2 separate regions of the Mus musculus genome follow, and region 1 is linked to region 2. Evidence: chromatin contacts called from public Hi-C data. All regions are on one chromosome and are shown on one strand. The core of a region is the stretch at or near the end of the contact, and the rest is flanking DNA. Distances in the headings are between cores, read along the strand shown.

Region 1 (4,152 bases), core at 533-3,032, 110 kb before region 2:
TGTGAGCTAAATTGCTAAATGAGTATGTTGGTTTTTATCTTTCCCCACCCCATGCTATTTAAAGACCATTCTTAAGCATCTGTTTAATGCTGCTGCTGACAGCAGCCGTACCCACACTGAGGGGCATGCTGTCACTGGTTGAACAGATAGTGAGCCTGGGTCAATAAAAAGAACCACCAGAATTTGGGTACTTAATTAACAAAGCAAACAAAAACCCTAGGACAGTAAGCCTCCACAGATCTCTGCAGTCAGAAGCTGCCTAGAGGCAGAAGAAAAGAAGCACAGAGTCTGGAGTTCCCTGAACAAAAGATGCCATGGAGCAGGGGAAGTTGTCCTTGTGGATTGTGTGTCTCCCATTTAGGTTTACCCTGAGTGGGTGAAATAAATGTGGCTTAATTGTTTTCTGGCTCAACTTGTGAGTTTTTATGTCAAACTCCATGGTATGATGATAGATGCTATAGCCTCCCTTTGAAGTTCCTGCTGCCTCTGCTGTGGTCTTAGCACATTGCCAACACTTGGTAAAATGGTTCTTCATGGTTACCATGGCTGCAGTCTCCTCAGCATTGGCTGAGTTGCCTTTTCTGGCATTATTCATGTTTTGTTAATGGAAGGGTGTGAAGAGTCAAGGATTGCCTTTTTGTAAAAACTAGTCCACCTAGAGAACGACTGAAACTTGGTAGGCTCTGGGTTTAAAAACTGACTAATGTTTTTCACTTCTTGATGTATATATTCTTGTTCAGAGTGTCAGACAAATAACAGATTCAGCTCCTCTCAACCCCTATCAGAATTAATTTCCTTGCCATTTTCTAAAGATGAAAGGAAAATTGGATATATTGGGAGAGAGGGAATGAAAGGCTATGTTAACTGACCTCAGCTTCAGCCTTTATAGGACACTGTTGCAAGATGTGTATATATCTGTAACTGCCTATGTGCACATTGTATATAGAACAGTTCACTGCTGCTGGGTGGTGGCAGCACAGGCAGCCTGCAGAAGCAGGTGAATCTAGGAGATGGAGGCCAGCCTGGTCTACATAGTTCCGGAACAGCCAGGGCTGCACAGAAAAACCCTGTCTTAAAAACCTAAAAAGGGAGAAAAAAAAAAAAAAAAAAAAAAAACCAAACCCAAAACAGTTCTTCACACTCATAACAGTGCTTATGGGGTATCTGTGAAGGATTTGAGTAGGCACTGAAATGAAATTTCACAAACCAGATGGAAAAGATACATTAATAGCCACGGGGGCAGGGAAAGGGAACAATTCAGGAAAATCGGTTTAGCTAAAATTTGTCAGAATTTTGGCATTTGAGCATGTTTTCATAGGATGTATGTATCAGACAAACACTTCATTTTGTAGTAACAGCGTTAGGGCAGTCACATGCCCAAAAGCAAGTCACAATTCACTGAGGCACATACTACAATACAAGAGTATCTGGGTTTCCAGTTTCTCCACTTAAAAATATGTGAGCGAGAACAGGTGTGAAGGGCGACAGACGACTGGCCATTTAGGGAACAGACTAGACTTAGGAAGGTGAGTTCAACAGAGGAAAAGAGGGATGTGCTCTGCATTCCAAGTTTTAGGGCCAGAACATCTACCAGATTAAATGCTTGCCCTGCCCTCTCAGGCTCGACCAAGATGGCGCACAGCATCAAAGCAGCGCCCTTGTCACGTGCGAACCAGGGCTGGGGAGCGCCCGGGCGTGGGGGCGTGGCCTCGGGGGATATGGCCAGGCCCCGCCCTTAGGGGTGGGGCCAGGGTATCCGCGGAGGAAGGGGGCGGGTCCTTGAGGCCACGGTACTGGGCGGTGGAGGCTGCAGCTACCTTTGCAGGCTTGCCTCTAGGACGCCTCGCGCTGCCGAGGTCGGGGGCGGCGCCCTGCTACCGCTGGGCCTTCGGCGATTCCACGCAGGTGAGCACCCACAGCCACTCCGCGGGGAAGGATACCCCTTTTCCCAGCTCCAGCTCCCCTGAACAGTTTGAGGAGGAGTCTCTGTTAGTGCGCCTTGGGAAACAGCCTCTTCTGGTCTGGATGTATCTCTGCGGGGCGCGGAATTCGTTGCCCCTCGCCTTTGCTGTGCCCTGTGCCCTTGGGGATGAGGATGGGGGTCGATGCCCGTTTTGCAGGGAGGGCGTGGAGTTCGCCCTCAGCTCCATCCTCTCTCTGGGAGGGGGCAGCCGGGTGGACTGCGCCCCCTCATCCTCTCCAGGAGAGTCAGAGCAAAAGCGCCTCTGGGCTTGGGGGCCAACTCTGCTTCTTTGGGCGAGCGCTGGTGAGAGGCTGAAGTCTTCGATCTTCCCGGGGGTCTTCCTCCTTCCCGCATGCCTCTTTTCGCCCTTGGTTACTATCGCCAGCTCTGCATTCCTTCAACTGTCAGGCTGTACCAGAGATGCCCCCATCTCCGCAGTGCTGGGGCGGTGGGGTGGAAGGAATGGCCAGCCGAGGGCCTGGTTGGGGGTGGGGATGAGGGTGGGCGCAACAGGAAAAGAGGTTCGTAATAGAGATTACTGAACTGGGGTGGGGGTGGGAATGATAGGGTTGATTAGTGAACACAGTAGGGGTATTTCCCAGCACGGGTGTTGAGGGTTTTATGATTGGTAGGAAGGGAGGTTGGCCTGGAGGACTTGGAAATATGTTGTAGGTGGTTTCTCTGAGAAGGAGGAGGGATCTAGCACTAAGTGCCACTAGGTGCTGATGTCACCTTTGAGGAGAGATGTGTTGGAGAGGAGGAGAGTTGAGGCAGCTCCTCAGTACTTGTTCGTGGAGAGCAAGTGGTTAAGGGGGCTGTGCTTAGCCTGATGAGTCCCTCCTGGTGTGAGCTTAAGAAGGCTGTTCCAGGAGCCAGGTTTCAGGGACTCCCTGCAGTCCTTTCCAGACTTGTTGGAATTGGCTCTTAGTACTTTATTCAATATTGAGTAAACATTTATTGGGCACCTACTACATGCCAGACACCATACTAGAGAGATAGATACTTGCCTATCCAAAAGCTGTTAAAGGCCATGGAGCAGGTAGATGGTACCCGAAATAGGCACACATTCCCCTATATACATTTTAGTTATCCTGTTAGTGGAATGGCAGAAACAAAACAAAACAAAAAAGCCAACCGGATCTTAACCCACAGAATCCACACCTCTGTTAACTGGCCAGATAGTCTTTAGTAAAAATGACAGCTTGAATGGTTTATATTGGCTATTTTCTTAGATTTGGGGCTAAGATTTGAGGAGGCTTCTCAAGATAAATGATGTCCCAAAGTAATGAGACGAGGGATAGCACATTGGGTTGGGGGGCTTTGGGGGCCCTAGACACTGTGCAGTGAAGACACCCTCTCCAGAAATGAGTGGCTGCAGGAGCGTGGTGTGAGGGGAGTTTTCATCGGATGCTTTGGGCCTGTGCCGTTGGGCATGTCATGTTGAGCATGTATATGATGTCAGTATATGAGCTCTGTCCCAGCAGCTGGCCTGTGAAGGAAGGATTGGAGGAACGGAGTAGGGCCGGCAGTCAGGCTCGTGGGTCCTCTCTGAGTGATGACTGAAACCTTAGAATTGGAAAGAGTGAGGAGGATTTGCTGTGGGTCCTTTCTGAGCCTCTGAGGATAGCAGAGCAAGAGCTGGGGAGAGGGTGATTAGTTGGACTGTGCTGCTGATGAGGCAGGGGTGAAGCTCAGGAGGGCCAGGGGACTGGGTGCCAACGGGGTTTTAAGGTGCAGGGAAGTTAACTGAGGCTTTGTTACGGCTGAAATGCTCTCCGTGGGCCTCCAAGAGCTGTACTATGTTAAGTTGGTAAAGGATTTGTTCTAAGAACATGGTGGGCTATACTGGCCGAGCAGTATAGAGGTGTGTGTGTACAATACATTCATAGTGTGCATATGTGTGCTTGTGCAAATGTGTGCACTGGGAGTGAGGACTGAGAAAGACTGAGAGAGCAAAACCAGCCCCAGAGTCTGGGTTCCACTTAAGGAATTGGAAGAAATGGAGGGAGGGACTGGGGTCAGAGGGAGAGACAAGTGTGTATTGCAACCACATAAGTCACCATCTGTCCCCTCTCTGGCCTGCTAGCTCACTGACCTATAATTAGCTCTGGAGGGCATACGGTGCTGGCTCACTGGAGTGTGGCACTTTGGGTGTCCAGCAGAGTCAAGAACACACAGAGAGGCTGTGG
Region 2 (4,005 bases), core at 1,442-3,941:
ACCTCTTCTGTTCTCTAGGAATGGACCCAAACCTTGACACCCAGCCATTCTCTCCTCATTGGGGCTCAAAGGGGTGGGCAGGCTCCTGGGGAGTTTGGGGACAATGTGGAGGCCTCTGGAAAGGTGAAGGCTCAGGACTGCTGAACAGGGCTACCCCAGTGTGTTTCCACCTCTGTCCTCTCTTCCACATTCCTCAGGCCCACTGTGGAGAACTAAGGGTACCAGCAGAGAAATCAGAGACAGGGGTCTTGGAAGGCAAAAGACAAGGCTGAGAGGAAATTGTGCAGAGAGCAGGCCTTGGGGTCTTTTCATTTCCTGTGACATCATTTTGCCTCAGAGTCACATGCTTAGTAAAAAGCTTTTCTTTTGGGTACCTTTAAGAGCGCTCAAGCCTGGTACCTGTGGGATTTGGTCCCAACATAGCTCCACTATCAGCACGGGGCAGATTTCAGCATTTTGAACTTTGGACTCTCCTTTCCTCCCCTTCTCCCCATTGGCCTGGCACTGCCTGCTTTTTTTTTTTTTTTTAAGTCTATTACATTTTATTTATTTAGTGCATGTGTCTATGTGTGTGGGAGTGCCACAGTGCACATATGGAGGTCAGGAGACAGACAGCCCTTGACAGACAGTTCTCCTCTTCCATATTGTGGAACTTGAGGATTGATCTCAGGTTGTCCGGCTCAGCAATAAACTCATTCACCCAACCTCTACCTTGTTGGCCTCTTGCTTGTCCTTTTATAAGCACTCTGTATCAAACTCTCCTTCAACCAGCCTGTGCGGATCCCATACCTTCTAGGTATCATTCCTGATGGAGCTGCCATCAGACTAGGACTCTGCTGGAGGCAGCGAAATTCGTGTGCGTGTGCTGTGTGTAGGGAGTCAAATGGCCATGGTAGGAGGTTCATCTAGTCAGGGGTCGGGGCATGTGTGAAAAACAGCAATCACGTTTGGCACAGGGTCCATCCAGTCCCTTGGGTCTTCCTGCTCAGCCTTGGTCCTCCCACAGTGTCCTCCTCTCCCTGAGGCCACTGGCTGGCCCCATGGTGAACTTGCCATAGGGCTGACAAGAAGCAAATCAAGACTTAAAAGAGGATCACAGATATAATTCAGCTGCAGAATGCAAGGCTAGCACACAAGAGTCCTGAGTTCCATTCCTCAGCACCAAGCCAACCAACCAACCAACCAACCAACGAAAAACTCACTTTGCCTAACACCGTGCTGGATTGTGTCTATCATTCCAGTATTGGAATGAGACAGCTAAAATGACTGAGTTCGAGGCCAACCTGAGCTACATAGCAAGTCTTTGTCTTAAAAAATTAAAATTAATTATGTGAAAGGCTTTATGCCTTAAAGGCCCTGAGTCAAGGAAAGAAAGAGCCAAGAGGCACAGATGCCATGCAGATCTCAGCCTCATGTCGCATGGTATGGGCAGGGGCAGGATGGCAGCTTGCTCTTAGGAGTAGGGAGGAATGGGAGGTAGGCAGGAAGGATGCCTGTCATGGATGAGCTGATCTTTTGTCATCAAACTCACAGTCCCCTGTTGTCTGAGGGTGGAAGTGGAAGTGAAGCCCTGGGTCTCCTGGAAGTGTCCTCCCCTCATTGGGCTTCTTTCTCTGGAGAAAACCGAATAGCTCCCACCCTTCCTCCCAGCCACCCAGGTTCCAGAGGAAACTGCTCCTTCCTGTGCTCCTGCAGCACACCCCAGCAGAAGTTGCTCTCCCTCCTGTGGGCAGAGCCCTTCTCCTCAGCTGGGATCCAGCAAGGGGGCAGCAGGTTGTAGGGTTTCCCCTAGCCTGACTCACCCAGCTACTGTACAGTGCAGACCCTTGACCAACAAACAGGATTTCTCAGGGTGGGATCTCTCTATAAGGCACTGAGAGGGAAGGCTTGGGGCTGTGCGTGAGCCAGTGATGAAGTGAGGGCCAGGGACACTGTGGGGGAGGGCGAGGTGGGGAGGGCACTGTGGGAAGGGCACTGTGCTGGTGCTTCAGTGTGTTAGTCTTTGGCAAGTTCCTTTCATTTCCCAGCCTGAATCTTTTTCTGGAGCACAAGGGATTGGACTAGATACTGTGTAGTCTTAGGTGCTGGGGCAGAAAGGAGAAGGAGAAGGAGGAGGAGGGGGAGGGGAAGGAGCATAGTAGTGTAACACTGACAGTGGGGGTCATTTCTCTGAGCCTCAGCATCCTCATCTGCAAAATGGAAATTACGAAGAGCCTGAAAAGCACTCTGAGCGATGGATGAGAAAGGGCTATGACTCAGGAGACTGCCTGCAAAGTAACGTGTGTGCGGGAAGCCTGTGCGCTCCTGACAGTGCTGGGACTGCTTTCCTGAAGAGAGTAGGTTTTAAGATTAGGGGAGGCGCCCAGATGCCAATGGTTGGTGGCGGTGGGAGACCAGAGAGGGGCCCTCTTGAGTCCCGCAGGTGATTAGGGCTTGGGCTGTCCGCCTGCTGCATTGAGAAGGGAGGGAGGGAGTAAGGGAAAGAGGGAACACGGGAATCGGCACCTCGGTACTGTCCCTGTCCCGAGGCCGGATCCATACATCACACCATTCGAGACGCTCACGTTTTCCCAGCTTTTCTCACACTGAATCACTTCCTTTGTTTAGAGGAGGGGGTAGGGGAGGAGACGGAGGGCGACGAGGGAGGGGCCCGCGGGTGCCGCCGCCGCCCCCGCCCCCGCCCCCTCCCCCTCCCGGTGTGCGGAGCCCGATTGTCACTCAGCTCCCGCGCCGGGGGCGACGAAGGCGCCGGCGCCAGAGTGGAGTCTCGGCTGGCTACCACCCCTTGGACATAACTGGCTAGCCCTGGGTTCCCCTGGCATCCTCTGAGGGAGCGACTGCCCAAGGTTTTGAGGTCTGGGGATACTTGGCTAGACAGTTCAGGTGGCCAGGCGCTCTGCCAGCTTTGGTGTGACCTTGGGTAAGTCTGTGGCTCAGTTCGTGCATCATGAGTGTGCAGGAAAGGGGTGGATGAAATGACTGGGGTGTCCCCCTTGGGGCAGTCGATGGGTAAGGATTCTGGGCAGAGCTGGAGCTGGACCAGGCTTCTGTTAAGAATCGGGCACCAGCGGCGTCCCAGGTGGGTGGGCACAGGGTAGGCGTGCGCGCACGCGGGGAATGGGAGCCGGTGGACCCGCCAGGTCCTGGGCTTAGTCCCTCAGAATCACGCCTGCCATCCAGTCCCAGGTACGAAACAGGGGCACTACCTCTTTAAAGGCGTCCGGGGCTGAGCCTCTGCCACACCATGTGATTGCTTGAAAGGCCGGGCTGGGAGCGCAGCGGCGGGAGCCTGGAGAACGATGAGCCGATGCGCGCGCGGTGCCCAGAACCCAACCCTGCCCGGCGCGGCTCCGGAAAGCCGCCCGGGGAACTTAGGGCAACGCCTTTGGGACCCCCTACCGGTTGGCAGGCAGGATGGTGAGCTCCTTGCCTCCGGGTCGGCGGACACCTGTGGGCACTGTGGATTCACAGGGGATCCTTGTGGAGTAAGTGTACAGGGAGCCACCTCACACCTGATACAAAAACCAGTGGTGGAGTGAGTGCTGCTATTTTAAGTTGCTGAATGGAACCTCTAAGGACAAGGGGAGGGGACAGAGGTTAAGCAGATAGTGAGCCTGAGTGTCTGGCCAGCTTGGGCAGGCACTGCATCACTTTACTGGGGCACATCTTCGCAGGGCTGCCTATGTCCCCCTCCTTCCCAGGCTGGCATCCCCACCGCAGGCTTCCTGACCACAGGTGCTGGCCTCGCGCCCCAGGGCGCCTGTCTGCTGATGTGCCCAGCTCCTGCCCACCATGCCGCCGTACATCTCGGCCTTCCAGGCTGCCTACATTGGCATCGAGGTGCTCATTGCCTTGGTCTCTGTGCCCGGAAATGTACTGGTGATTTGGGCTGTGAAGGTGAACCAGGCACTTCGCGATGCTACCTTCTGCTTCATCGTATCCCTGGCGGTAGCTGATGTGGCTGTTGGCGCCCTGGTCATCCCACTGGCCATCCTTATCAACATT

The links. A called contact is a pair of places that touch in the nucleus more often than the background predicts.
Region 1: a contact with region 2 is called in a Hi-C map of cortical neurons, with 3 times the contacts expected there. The contact joins the promoter of Ppfia4 here to the promoter of Adora1 in region 2. A contact is called at or near these places in 24 of 39 promoter capture datasets (the 3T3-L1 cell line, 3T3-L1-derived adipocytes, the C10 cell line and 16 more), 2 of 15 datasets of contacts at CTCF or cohesin (embryonic stem cells and hippocampal excitatory neurons), 45 of 484 Hi-C or Micro-C datasets (the AML12 cell line, B cells, the Ba/F3 cell line and 27 more), 6 of 115 datasets of contacts at active chromatin or transcription factors (astrocytes, embryonic forebrain, extraembryonic endoderm stem cells and 3 more) and 2 of 9 other capture datasets (adipose tissue and macrophages).

The regions. Positions count from the first base shown.
Region 1 is chr1:134,342,346-134,346,497 of GRCm38.p6, reverse strand. It overlaps Ppfia4 (protein tyrosine phosphatase, receptor type, f polypeptide (PTPRF), interacting protein (liprin), alpha 4), which reads left to right and starts at 1,782. Exons shown (of 29, transcript NM_001374777.1): 1 at 1,782-1,905. It overlaps Tmem183a (transmembrane protein 183A), which reads left to right. Exons shown (of 8, transcript NM_020588.2): 8 at 1-401.
Region 2 is chr1:134,234,143-134,238,147 of GRCm38.p6, reverse strand. It overlaps Adora1 (adenosine A1 receptor), which reads left to right and starts at 2,691. Exons shown (of 2, transcript NM_001008533.3): 1 at 2,691-4,005. The coding sequence starts at 3,793.